Regions from separate parts of the Zea mays genome. Here regions 1 and 3 are each linked to region 2. Evidence: chromatin contacts called from public Hi-C data. All regions are on one chromosome and are shown on one strand. Each heading gives the region's core, a stretch centred on a gene start, on an enhancer-like site or on the middle of the called end of the contact. The rest is flanking DNA. Distances are from core to core; before and after follow the strand shown.

What was found. Hi-C and Micro-C count contacts between places; a contact is called where the count stands out from the background.
Region 1: a Hi-C map of bundle sheath shows a contact between it and region 2, with 2.8 times the contacts expected there. The contact joins the promoter of LOC103638997 here to the promoter of LOC100282932 in region 2. A contact is called at or near these places in 3 of 25 Hi-C or Micro-C datasets (bundle sheath, ear and tassel).
Region 3: a Hi-C map of leaf shows a contact between it and region 2, with 3 times the contacts expected there. The contact joins the promoter of LOC100276037 here to the promoter of LOC100282932 in region 2. A contact is called at or near these places in 4 of 25 Hi-C or Micro-C datasets (ear, endosperm and leaf).

The regions. Positions count from the first base shown.
Region 1 is chr9:124,981,314-124,985,334 of Zm-B73-REFERENCE-NAM-5.0, reverse strand. LOC103638997 reads left to right here and starts at 1,414. Exons shown (of 4, transcript XR_559158.4): 1 at 1,414-1,641; 2 at 1,897-2,409; 3 at 2,620-2,676; 4 at 3,543-3,988.
Region 2 is chr9:124,771,006-124,774,995 of Zm-B73-REFERENCE-NAM-5.0, reverse strand. It overlaps LOC100282932, which reads right to left and starts at 1,581. Exons shown (of 2, transcript NM_001155837.1): 1 at 1,347-1,581; 2 at 240-1,265. The coding sequence starts at 1,479. The coding sequence ends at 442.
Region 3 is chr9:124,939,884-124,943,455 of Zm-B73-REFERENCE-NAM-5.0, reverse strand. It overlaps LOC100276037, which reads left to right and starts at 2,154. Exons shown (of 3, transcript NM_001149924.2): 1 at 2,154-2,743. The coding sequence starts at 2,193.

The DNA.
Region 1 (4,021 bases), core at 165-2,664, 210 kb before region 2:
AGGCCACGCATAACTCGGTAGGCATACAACTAGATGTCTACCCATATTAATAGGGTGTTTAGTTCGAAACCATTTTAAATAAGTTGGTGTATAATAAGTTCATTTCATAAATTTAATGGAATAAATCCATTCCTCATATTATTATTAACCATTGTTCTATATATTATTAATCATTATTCTATAAAAAATAAAATAGTGATAGATTAACTCATTCATTCAACAAACCAAACAAAAAGTAATGAGTGAAAAGATGATAGACTATATTGTTCTTCACGTTATAAAATATAATATGTATGGACCGTATGCATACTTTTGGCTCTCCAACAGATGACTGATTGAGAGATTACTCAAAATCGTTAGCCTTTCTCCCCTATGCATTTTACGTGGCCTAATTGGCCCATTTTTTGATTGGATAGGTATTTGCAAGGTTTGCATACCTATCCTTAGCAAAACCCTATTTTTATTTTATTTTAGCACTCAGCGTCTAAAGGTATGTTTGGTTTAGCTTTTGGTTTTGTCTTTTATCCCTTAAAAGTCAAACCAAATGACTCGATCCAGAAAGCAGTTTTTTTAAAAGTCGACTTTCTTGTAGTGGAAAACTAAAAACACATCTTAACCTGTTTTTAGCGAATTTTAGATGGAACTATGAAAATATACATGAAAAAACTTTTAGCAATTTTTAGTGCGTTCTACCAAACAATTTTATGATTTTTAATAACTCACAACTGCTTTTTTTCAAAGCTTACTGCTACTTTTTTCACAGCCACAGTTCAACCAAACAGAGCCTAAAACTCAAGCTTGAAGATATATATACACACATAGAGGTTTAAGAAATCTTAAGGAATATAAGAATACTTTTTTATTTGACAAAAAATAGTTTGGTTTAAGAAATCTTGAAGATATGTATACACATATAGTGTTAGAGGGCGTGATCTCGTGGAGCCCTCTGGCAAACCGCGCGCAAAGTAGGAAGGAAGGGGAGGACTGTGACAAGCTCAGATCTAGCGCTGCAGGCTACTCGTGTCCATGGATCTGCGCCTTCTGACACCGTTGGTCGTCGTGGGCTCCCTCCCCGCCACTCTAGTCGACAGGCTTGCCATGGGCCCGCCTACGACCATTTCGGTTCGCGCCACGCATCGGGGTTCGCTAGCCTTCTGGCTAGGACTGGGCATAAAACCCGATACCCGAATCCCGAAAAACCCGAACCCGAACCCGAACCCGATAAGCCCGAATCCGAAAAGCCCGAAATCTAATTTGGGTAGAACCTCCCGGTACCCGAAATTTTATAGCAAATTTCGGTTTCAGTTATCCGGTACCCGAATAATAAATGGGTACCCGAATACAAGAAAAACACTCAAGTCGTCAAGCAGCCAAGGCCCAATCGACAACCAGCCAACCACGCAAGGCCCATGTGGACATGCAGTACAGCTAACAAGCAAGTAGGCAACGGCCAACATTATACAGCCCAAGGCGGCATGCGGCAAAGCTCCAGGCGAGTAGCCGACCAACCGTCCTGCCCGTCCAGGTCCAGCAGTCCAGGATTTCCCAACCCTAACTAGCAGCAGCTGCCGCCGTCGAGCACCAGTCCATGGTCTGCCATGGCGCCGTCCTGACACTGCCGCCGTCGAGCAGCTACCACAGGTGGGCTGTCCTGATGCAAGGAATAGTAGCATGCCTCTATTTAATCGGGTAACTGTAAATTACCCGAACCCGAACCCGATTTTTTGGTACCCGAATTTTCGGGTACCCGAAAAAATCGGGTCGAGTTCGGGTTCGACTGTTGAATACCCGAATTATTTAAAACCCGAACAACTCGACCCGAAATTTCGGGTATACCCGAATGCCCAGTCCTACTTCTGGCTGCGCTCACCGTCGTGATCATCGCGGTCACCACAGCGTCGCCCTCGGGGTTCATCGTGTTGCGCTTCGTGGCGGGTCTCTTCCTCGCCAACTTCGTCGCCAGCCAGCACTGGATGTCGGGCATCTTTGCACCCTCCATCATCGGGCTCGCCAACGCCGTCACGGCTCGCTGACTAGTGTAAATTCCAGGATTCAGATTGTCCAACGATGCAGAGCATCACGGTAAGAAACTGCAACAAACTTAGTCAAATTCCTTACTTTGTCTCTGTCAGGAATCTAATGATAATAAAGTCAGCTCTAATTGGTCTCTAGCTTTCGGCATCTAACGAACCTTCTCAACTGCAGACTCTTGATATCAGTTACTGTAAGAACCTAGAATCCTTGTTGGCACTCGAATATCTTTGTTCTATTGGAAGCTTATATATTGCCCATTGTCATAAATGTATTGTTCTGTGTTAAGAAAAACTTTTGTTTAGGCCTCAAAATATATTAATTGATCACTGCCCTGGTCTGATCAAATGGTGTGATGAGCAAGAGCTCTTCTGTCAGGTGAGGTCTTATGTTCTTCTAAATTTTTTATTTTAACATTAGTCCATTGTCTTGTGTTCTCGCAATAGTTTTTCAGTACCATACTGCATAAAAGGTATAGTCCATTGTCTGCCAAGGGTTTCTTAAAATTTGAAATGTTTAAATATTTTATTCTTGGTATTGTGCTACATAGGTTAGCAATATTTAAAGAATAATTGTTTGTTGGGACAGGAATATCTTTGTTCTCTCGGAAGCTTGTATATTGCATTGGTTAGCAAGTTTTAAAAGGTATAGTCCATTCGTCTCTTCGATAGCAGGATAAGTGATTCCAATGCATGTAGATCACATACAAACAACACTTTAAAATATACAAATATATATATATACAAGTTTTACATGCTAAAACACGTTTGTTGTTCTGAAACAAAGTATTCAAACCAACTTCAACAATGATACTACAACGACCTCCTACAACATTTATTGCTCTTCGTTTTTATATTGTTATGGATATGGAATTAATTAGGAAAGAAACGACTTCAATGACAGAGCTAGGGGTGGCCAGCGGTGGCTAGGCCCTTGCTACTACCGCACTGCACATGTTTTTTTTGCTACATTGATTATGTGACACAGTCCTTGCCAAAGTGGTGGGTTCTTGCTTGTAGCATTCCTGATTCCCTGATCTTTTGTTACTTCACTTCTTGTTTTCTTGACCCTACCAAAGTCGATCTGAGTAAGCTATTGCCTAGCAAAGGAAGCTTCTATCCCCTGGTTAGATGATGTTTCCTTTCCTCAACTCTGTTAGGCTATTGTTGCATTCAGACAGTATTTTAATTCCCATATAAGCGTACATTGGCTATATTGACTTTGTAAATCTCACAAGGGTAAGCATAACTAAACTAAAAAGTAAATTTGAGCGATTCAGATATAGTAAAAAAGTGGCGATATGATGCCGGTTGGCATCCTTTTTAGTATATATAGTATGAAATATCCTCATTGTGGGACTGATAATTTAAGTGGTGAGATATCTTCTGTCTCATTTCAAAATGTTATTTTCCATCAAAAAAGGGTATATGGCAAAATTATTATTATTATGAAAAATGTTGTTTTGGATGTGATTAACAATGAATATTGTAAACGTGAAATAAATCTTTCAGGTATGGTCATTACACTCCAGATGGAACTGGTTATTTTCTTTCTTCACAACATCAACGAACATAGCAACTACATTCTGTCGTGTCGGCACCTGGATCCATCACGGGCGAGGAGGCTGAATAGGAGGGTGGAGGAGGCGAGTCGCGTGCTGTCTGATTCCTTCGTTATCTTCTGTGTTTTTTCCTAGAACAAGGTTTCCTCTCCGGTATTATTTTTGGCCAAAAGATGATTAGATGGGCTGCTGGAGACGGGAGGAGGCGACGGTCTGTGTGTTTTCCCCTGATCTATTTGTGTACTCTAACTGCAGAAGAACAAATGGGAGTTCTTCATGTTCCTCACTCTAGAAGTTTTTGTAATGATCATTACTAGCTTTGCTACTGCTGTTATTATAAGTAATGACTTGAGTCCTTTTAGCTTAATTATCACACTAGAATCTATTATTGATCCACTGTTTTTTTGTCACAAAAATTGCAAGGGATCC
Region 2 (3,990 bases), core at 332-2,831:
CACTAAAACGACTAGATGCGAGCGTTCTTTTTTCTCTCCTCAACTCTACACACCACATAAAGAACAGAGCGATTTCGTTTTATCTAGCCTTCAACCAAAAGAATGAGTGACTCTGATGTGATATGTTTGACAAACGCAAAATAGAACGACTCGTTTCTCAAAAACTACAATAAAGACACACCCACTTGCACATTGCTTCATGCAGTGACAAAACGAGCAGACGGATCGTGTTACATTTCACTTTCGACGTAGTATATATATCACGATCACCCACTTGCACATTGCTTCATGCAGTGACACAAATCGTCATCTGTGTACTACGGATGACAAGTAGAACAGCTAGTGAGCTAAATTAGTAGGGCAGAAAAGGACTAGCTAGTAGTGGCACCGACTGGCATAATTAACCACACTCGATTTCTAGTAACACATTTTGACATTTTACTAGAAGCCAAAACTATGCAGCGCGGCATCGAGCAGGGGGCCATCGTGCGCCAGCTTCTGCTCGCCGGCGCCGGCGTCCTCCAGCAGCCACGACTCGATCGCCGACAGCGGCACCTCTCCCTGCTGCACGGCCGACGCCGTATAATTATTCTCCTCGGACGCGAGCAGCTGGTGGTCGGCCACCGGCGCGGCGCGCTGATCGGAGGCGCTGGAGATGGAGGCAGAACACTCCGCCGTCGTTAGCTCCGACGACGACCTCGACGCGCTCTCGGCCGCGCCGGGCGTCGTCGCCGGGGCCGGGATGACGACGGTGCCACCGACGACGCAGCTCCTCCTCCCTGCCGCTGGAGCCGCCGCCGCCCACCCGTCCAGCATCATCCTGTCGACGCTGCGCGCGGTGAGAGCGTACGCTTGTTGTGGCGCTGCTGGGCCGGCGGACGGCGCCGGCGCCGCCGAGCCCGCGACGGCCATCCCTGGCGGGCCGGCGTCGATGGAGAGGGCGTCGCGCAGGGCGCGCCTGGCGAGGTTGATGTCGGTCTGCAGCTTGAGCTCCCACTGCCCCTTGGGCGGCGACGGCGAGGCGCGCAGCTGCTGCTGCTGCTGAGCGAGGAGCTTCTTCTTGAGGTGCGTGTTCCAGTAGTTCTTGACGTCGTTGTCGGTGCGGTCGGGGAGGTAGGAGGCGATGGCGGCCCAGCGGTTGCCGAGGAGCGCCTGGAGGTGGACGATGAGCCTGTCCTCCTGGTCGGAGAAGCCGCCGCGGCGGATGCCCGGGCGGAGGTAGTTGGTCCACCGGAGGCGGCAGCTCTTGCTGCACCGCAGCAGCCCTGCATGCATGCAGCAGAGTGAGAAATACTAGCACTAGTGGCTGCGGCCTGCGAGCGCACAAACGGCCAGCGTGTAGCCACCTGTGTTGGCGGGGACTGCGCGCCAGTTGCCGGGGCCGTGCTCCTGGACGTAAGAGACGAGGACCAGGTCCTCCTCGGGCGTCCACGGCCCCTTCTTCACGCTCTCCTTGTCGCAGCACGGCGGCCGCCCCATGGATGGGTCGGAATCGCCGCCGCGCGGTCTGTCGTCGACGATGCCGCCGGCCAACAGCTTCGCCCGGTGGATGGTGTATGAAAAGAAATCAAGACAAGGTTCAGGTTCCAGAGGCGTGTGTGTGTGTATATATACCTGTGCACACTGCACTCACTCTGCACGCAGAGTAGACGTACGGCAGAGAGGCAGCATAGTCTAGTACCCGTTACATACTTGAGACACTGTTGTCATCAATCACCAAAAAGAAGATTTAAAGCATTCAGGCTAATAATGGAGTTTAGTGACTAATGACAACACAAGATTATTATGACTAACACGTGTTTTATAGAGGCATTTGAGTTAGGTCAAAATAATAGTGGTTGTTTAGTCAATCAATGATTTTCATGCCTCCAAAACTAAATTTTGTTTCGGATTTAAAGAATAAACGACAAGACTAAGGATAAACTAGTTTTAAGTGTCGATTAGAGTTGAGAGACACTTAGTTTAGGCATTTGTTTCGTTTGGATGTACTATAAGGGGTATAGATTAATAGCTTGACCTAAGTGAGTCTAATGTGTTAGGTGTGGCCTTAGCACTAGTTAGCTTAGAGGTCTAAAAATCTTTTGGAACAAATCTCATTTGCAGAAAGTGTTTTTGGCGGGGTTTTATAGTCATTGTCTCACTGAACCCTAAAAAATAAGGGTCGTCGGACCATTGAGTTTGGTTGGGCACCTACACATGGGGTGTTTAAAAAGGCTAGATGACTGTGTGTATCAGGGTCGTCGGACTATAACGTCTCAGCTCGACACAGTCCATAAACAGATAGAGAGGTTTTTCACGCATTGGACTGATTCGACGTGTGCTGTCGGGCCAGACATTATGATTGTAGGAGCTAGGGTCCGCTCTACATGTTGTCGGGCCCTATGAATAGGTCGGACACATGTGTTTTCATGCCAGAGTTCTTCTAACTGCTAGTTTGGTGGTTAGGGAGTATAAATACCCTTCAACTTGTTAATTTTAGTGTTCTTGCCCATTTATTTTTGCCAAAGAAACACATTAGAGATATAGATAGAGCCTTTGGCTGGTGAGGTTGTCTAAGATTTGATGAAATCGTGAGATTAGGAACCTAATTAGTGCATACAGAGTAACAAGTGTGCATCCATCATCCTTATTAGGCTTGTTTAGATCAAGTGAGTGTTCGTGCTTGTTACTCTTGATGGTCGACGGTTTGGTGTCGATCGGGAGCTTGGTGATTACCTAGTGGAGATTGTAGGTGACCCAACTAATAGTATTAATGGGTGTTGGTGATTTAACTGCTAGAATGGCAAAGAATTAAGTCATTAACCCATAGAGATCTGTTGTGGAGGGATCGGAGCAGACATGGAGTAGTACTCGTATGCGTACACATGCCTGATGCCACTAGTACGGTAGGCACCTCTCTCTCTCTCTCTCTCTCTCTCTCTCTCTCTCTCTCTCTCTCTCTCTCTCTCTCTCGTACATTGGTTCAACACATTAATGAATAAAGAAGCAAGCAAGCAAGCTAGTACAAGCCTAGTCCAGTGCTACACTGTACACTTGATGTTCACGCAACACGCTGCAGTGAAGTAGAGCACATCCCTGCACCTAGGGAAGGGAAATGCACCACCACTGTACCAACCAGGACAGGAGGAGCGTGCATGCCCAGCTACAGTGGAGTACCCCTACGCCCCCTACCCTGTAAATGGCAGTGACTCGTTAGCAACAAAAAAAAATCAACATGGTATCCACGACGCAACAGGGTCAACTTCTGCGTTGGTATCGCAAAAGCCTGCGCTCAGAGAAATAATGCTGGACCCGCTCAAAGATGATTGACGACTTGACATATCTGGGATAAACTGCTTTGTTGCATGCATGCCTTTACTTCTGCTCCCTTGATCTATACGGTATGAGTTTGTCTTTTTATATTTGTCCAAAATGAAACTATTTTACTCAAGTTTGACTTAACGACTCGTCTTATTAAAAAACCGTAATTACTGCTAATTTTTACTGTAATACTATTGTTTAGCATATAATATACTTTAAGTATGGTTTTGAATTTTTCATTTTTCTCGAAAAAAATCGAATAAGACGAGCCGGTCAAATTTGCCACAGAAAAGTCAAACAGATTATAATTTTGGACGGAGAGAGTAATATATATATATATATAAGATTAAATTATTTTAAACTATAATAATTATATATTATAATAGTTTAAGTCATGATAAATTTAATAATTTATTTTTATGTTATAAAATCTTATAAAACATTTGGTATAACCGATAGATGTTAACAGTGATTGACTTTGGACAAATCTAAAACGACAAAGCAGAGCACGGATCGTGCACCCGAATCCATGGGTGAAAACCTGCAATAATCCTCCAAGGCACATAGAAACGAGGGGAAGCGGCGCTGTACTGTACTTAAAGGCTCCTGTGCGACCAGCCAACCAGCGCTGCAGATCGGACAAGGCTAACCGGGTAAGCCGGCGACGGGTCCAGGTCCAGCCGTGCCGTG
Region 3 (3,572 bases), core at 905-3,404, 170 kb before region 2:
GAGACAAGCTCACAAGTCACAAGCAGAACTGCGCTGGACGGGACAAGCACTCAAACAGGAAGCAGTGCAGCCTGGCTTGTCGACGGGACAAGCAGCCGGCCGCCGGGCGCGCGGGACAAGCGACCGCGAGCAGGAGCAGCGGAGCAGGCGCGCCGGCAGGATCGATCGAGCGGTGTGCGCCTGTGCATCTACGCGGGATACGGAGACGGCCGGACAAGCGGATGACACAGAGTAGCTAAACCCTAATCTGTAATCTCTTAGTGGGCCAGCCCAAGGTATTGCTCAGGCAATACTGAGCCATATTGGGCCCTCCGCCCCTGCTTGGAGAAACGGTTGTCCGCCTATCATCAATCATGTGAACTGCAAGAAAAAAAAACGTGGACAGCCTGACATTTCAGCTTTGCTCCCGCACTTAATAGATAAAAATTTCTCATATATATATATATATATATATATATATATATATATATATATATATATATATATATATATATATATATATATATATCCATCTTCTGTGACCTACCTAATTAATGTGTTCTCAGCTGCTCAGTGAATGTCGTTATTTCTGTATGTGTTGCCAACATCTATTCTTTTGATTCTGAGACGAGTTTGAACCTTGCAATAGACTTATGACAGGTTTGTTGCTAAATGTTTTAGCTCCAGTACAAGTTGTTACTTGTTTCAACCAAACCAGACAATGATGTTCACTCTGCAATAGACGTATGACACGATGACAGTTTCAGTTCCATTACAAGTTGTTAATTGGTTTAGCTTCAGTACAAGCTCGTTTTGCTCTAGTACTTCAACAATATGAGAATAGAACTACATGATTGTGTGAAGGAGTCTCTGCACATCAGCAGTGCAAGGAGGATTGCAGTCGGATGCCGACAAAGATGGATGTGACTAGTGGTGGACGCAGGACAAAATATCATGTGAGGCCAAACAAAATCATAAGACATCTAGATAAGATTGAACAGATGTAACATTGTATATAAAAACTAGTGATCGTACAATAGTAATTAAAATTTGAAAGAAGAGAAAAATATGAACAAAAAAAAACTATGTATCGATGTTGTGATGGCTGAACGACAGAAGCGCGGGCGTGCGAGCGTAGGCATAATGGGGATGGACGGGTGGCAGCGGCATTGGTGCGGCGACAAAGCGAGTGAGCACGAAAGGGGAAGCTAGGTGTGGTGGCGGCGTTGGACGACAAGGTCGGGGTGAGCACAACAAGGGGCTGATGATGATGGAGTAGCGCTCCTACCTTGTGTCGATTGGATACAATGATAATAGAACAGAAACGGATTGGGCTGTTTTAGCGAGCCGTGGAGTTGGATTGTTGGGGATGGTGGATGTGTGCTACAGTTTTGCCTTCATATACTTATTATATTTTTCTAATTTGTATCATATTCAATGTATATGTAAGAAGGCAAAAAAAGGTGAGGCCACGACCCTCTTTGCCCACCCCGTGGCTCCGCCCCTAGATGTGATTGACACCGTGAGAAGAAAAAAAAAACCTATGTAGCGAGCTGACTGCTGTACGTGGGAAAGTGCTAAAAAAAACTGTCGCCAAGTCTCATGCAGATAATGACGTGATTATATGACTCACTATTGGAGTAAACCAAACTTGTTAGGTCCTAAATAAAATAAATCCGATCCTATTTTGTAATTTAAGACCTATTTTAAGACTCTCTTGGAGATGTTAACCCCCTCAATTCATCCCTAATCGAACAATATGAACGGATTTAGGGGGTTTGTCGCGTTTAACAATAAAATTTATAAATCCTTTAGAAAAACACTGTTAAAATTTTAAAAAATTATAATATAGTAAAGTTGACGTTGCTGACTTGACAATATTTTTGGCTAGATTCTCTACTGCGGAACAAGCCCTAAAGAGGAGGATTCCTTGAACGGTTTGGCAGTTAAGAACTTAAGACATGAGGATATGAGCTCTGCACGAGGTTGTATATTTAGGATTTCTCCGTTGGAGTCTTATATAAATTTGATCAAAATTTATAATAAGATCTTTGTTGGAAGCTGTTTTTGTCTCTAAACCCTTTAATTTAAGATAAGACCTAATTTATCATTTTTATTGGAGTTGCTATAAAGCACAGAAAAAAAAACCATCTTGGACTTCTCACTCTTCCGTAGTTCCAACGCTCTGCGCGGCATTTCGCCGAGCATACACCATGCACTCCCTGCGGTGCGCCCTTCGCTACCCCATCCCCAGTACCGCCGCCTCTTTATCCACCTCCGGCCTCCGCCGTCTCTCCTCCCACCATCGCACTCCACCGCCGCTCCGCTCAGCGACCACCGGTGAAGACGAGTGGAACGACGCGTGGGAGACCGCATGGCTTCCAGGCGACTCCCCCGCCTCCTCCCCAGCGCCCGCCGCGCCATGGGAGTCTCCCGCCTCGGCTTCGGAGTCCGCCATCCCGGTCATCTCCGCCGAGGTGGATCCAGACACTAAGGCCTTCGTGGCAGACATGGACGAGCGCTGGGCCGAGCGCCGCATCGCGTCGAGGCGGGGCCAGCAGCAGCGCGCGTCTCGCGCGGCGGAAGGCGGGGAGGGGGGCGTCGTGGCGAGGAAGAAGGCGCAAGCGGATGATTACAGGACCAGGAAGCAGCGGGTGCACGCCGCGCTTTGGGTGAAGGAGATCGAGAAGATGGAGGAGGCGCGACTCGGCGGTGGGGGAGGTGGCGCTGACGATATCGACCGGCTGCTCGACTCGTGCTCAGAGTGTGTCGCTGCTCTAGTAACTTTCATCTTTATATATCTGAACAAAATTGCGATCCTTACCTGTTGTTGCTTCATGCTATCACATTCCTTGCTTGAATTTGTTTTGCTTGGTGAGGATTATGACTATTGGTGGAAGGACTGCCTTGGATTATCCCAGGTTCCAACCGACGTTAAAAATTATATTGAAAATGCAAGATCAGTTACATTTTTTATTTGTATATATGATCATTTTGAATTGCAGTCAGAACTTTCTTTCCAAGCAGTGGCGGAGGCAAGAGTAAATTTTAGGTGTGGCGGGGTTTATAAAGATCAAATACGTATAATACAATTATGCGAGAGCTCACTGATACATTGTATAAATATATATTACTTGTGATTAGTGAATATAATAGAAATCCAAAAGCAAAGCATTAGCCCTTTAAATACCTCACTAAATGAAGATGCAAACTGGACAAAAGGCAATCTACTTACAATTTTAAACTGTAAAAATATGTTTCATACTTTCATCATGTATTTGATCTTCTTTAATGGTGGTGCCATCGTTGATCGTTGTATAATTGTACCTGGACTCGGCCACGTGCAAATTTGCAGCTGTTTTCTGACGTCCATTGCACCAAGTCGACGTATGACGCTACGGTTTCTGTCGTTCTGGACTAGGATGTGGACAGGTGGAGGCACAACGCAGCTGATCGATAGAATGAGACCCATCGTATTCCAATTGATGTATTAGCTTCCTTTCATGGGTTTTGCTTTGAAGGCCGATCACCACAGGCCCACCACACCAGCCAAAACTAGTAGACCCAGCAGGCCAGCTCGTATTTATATAACA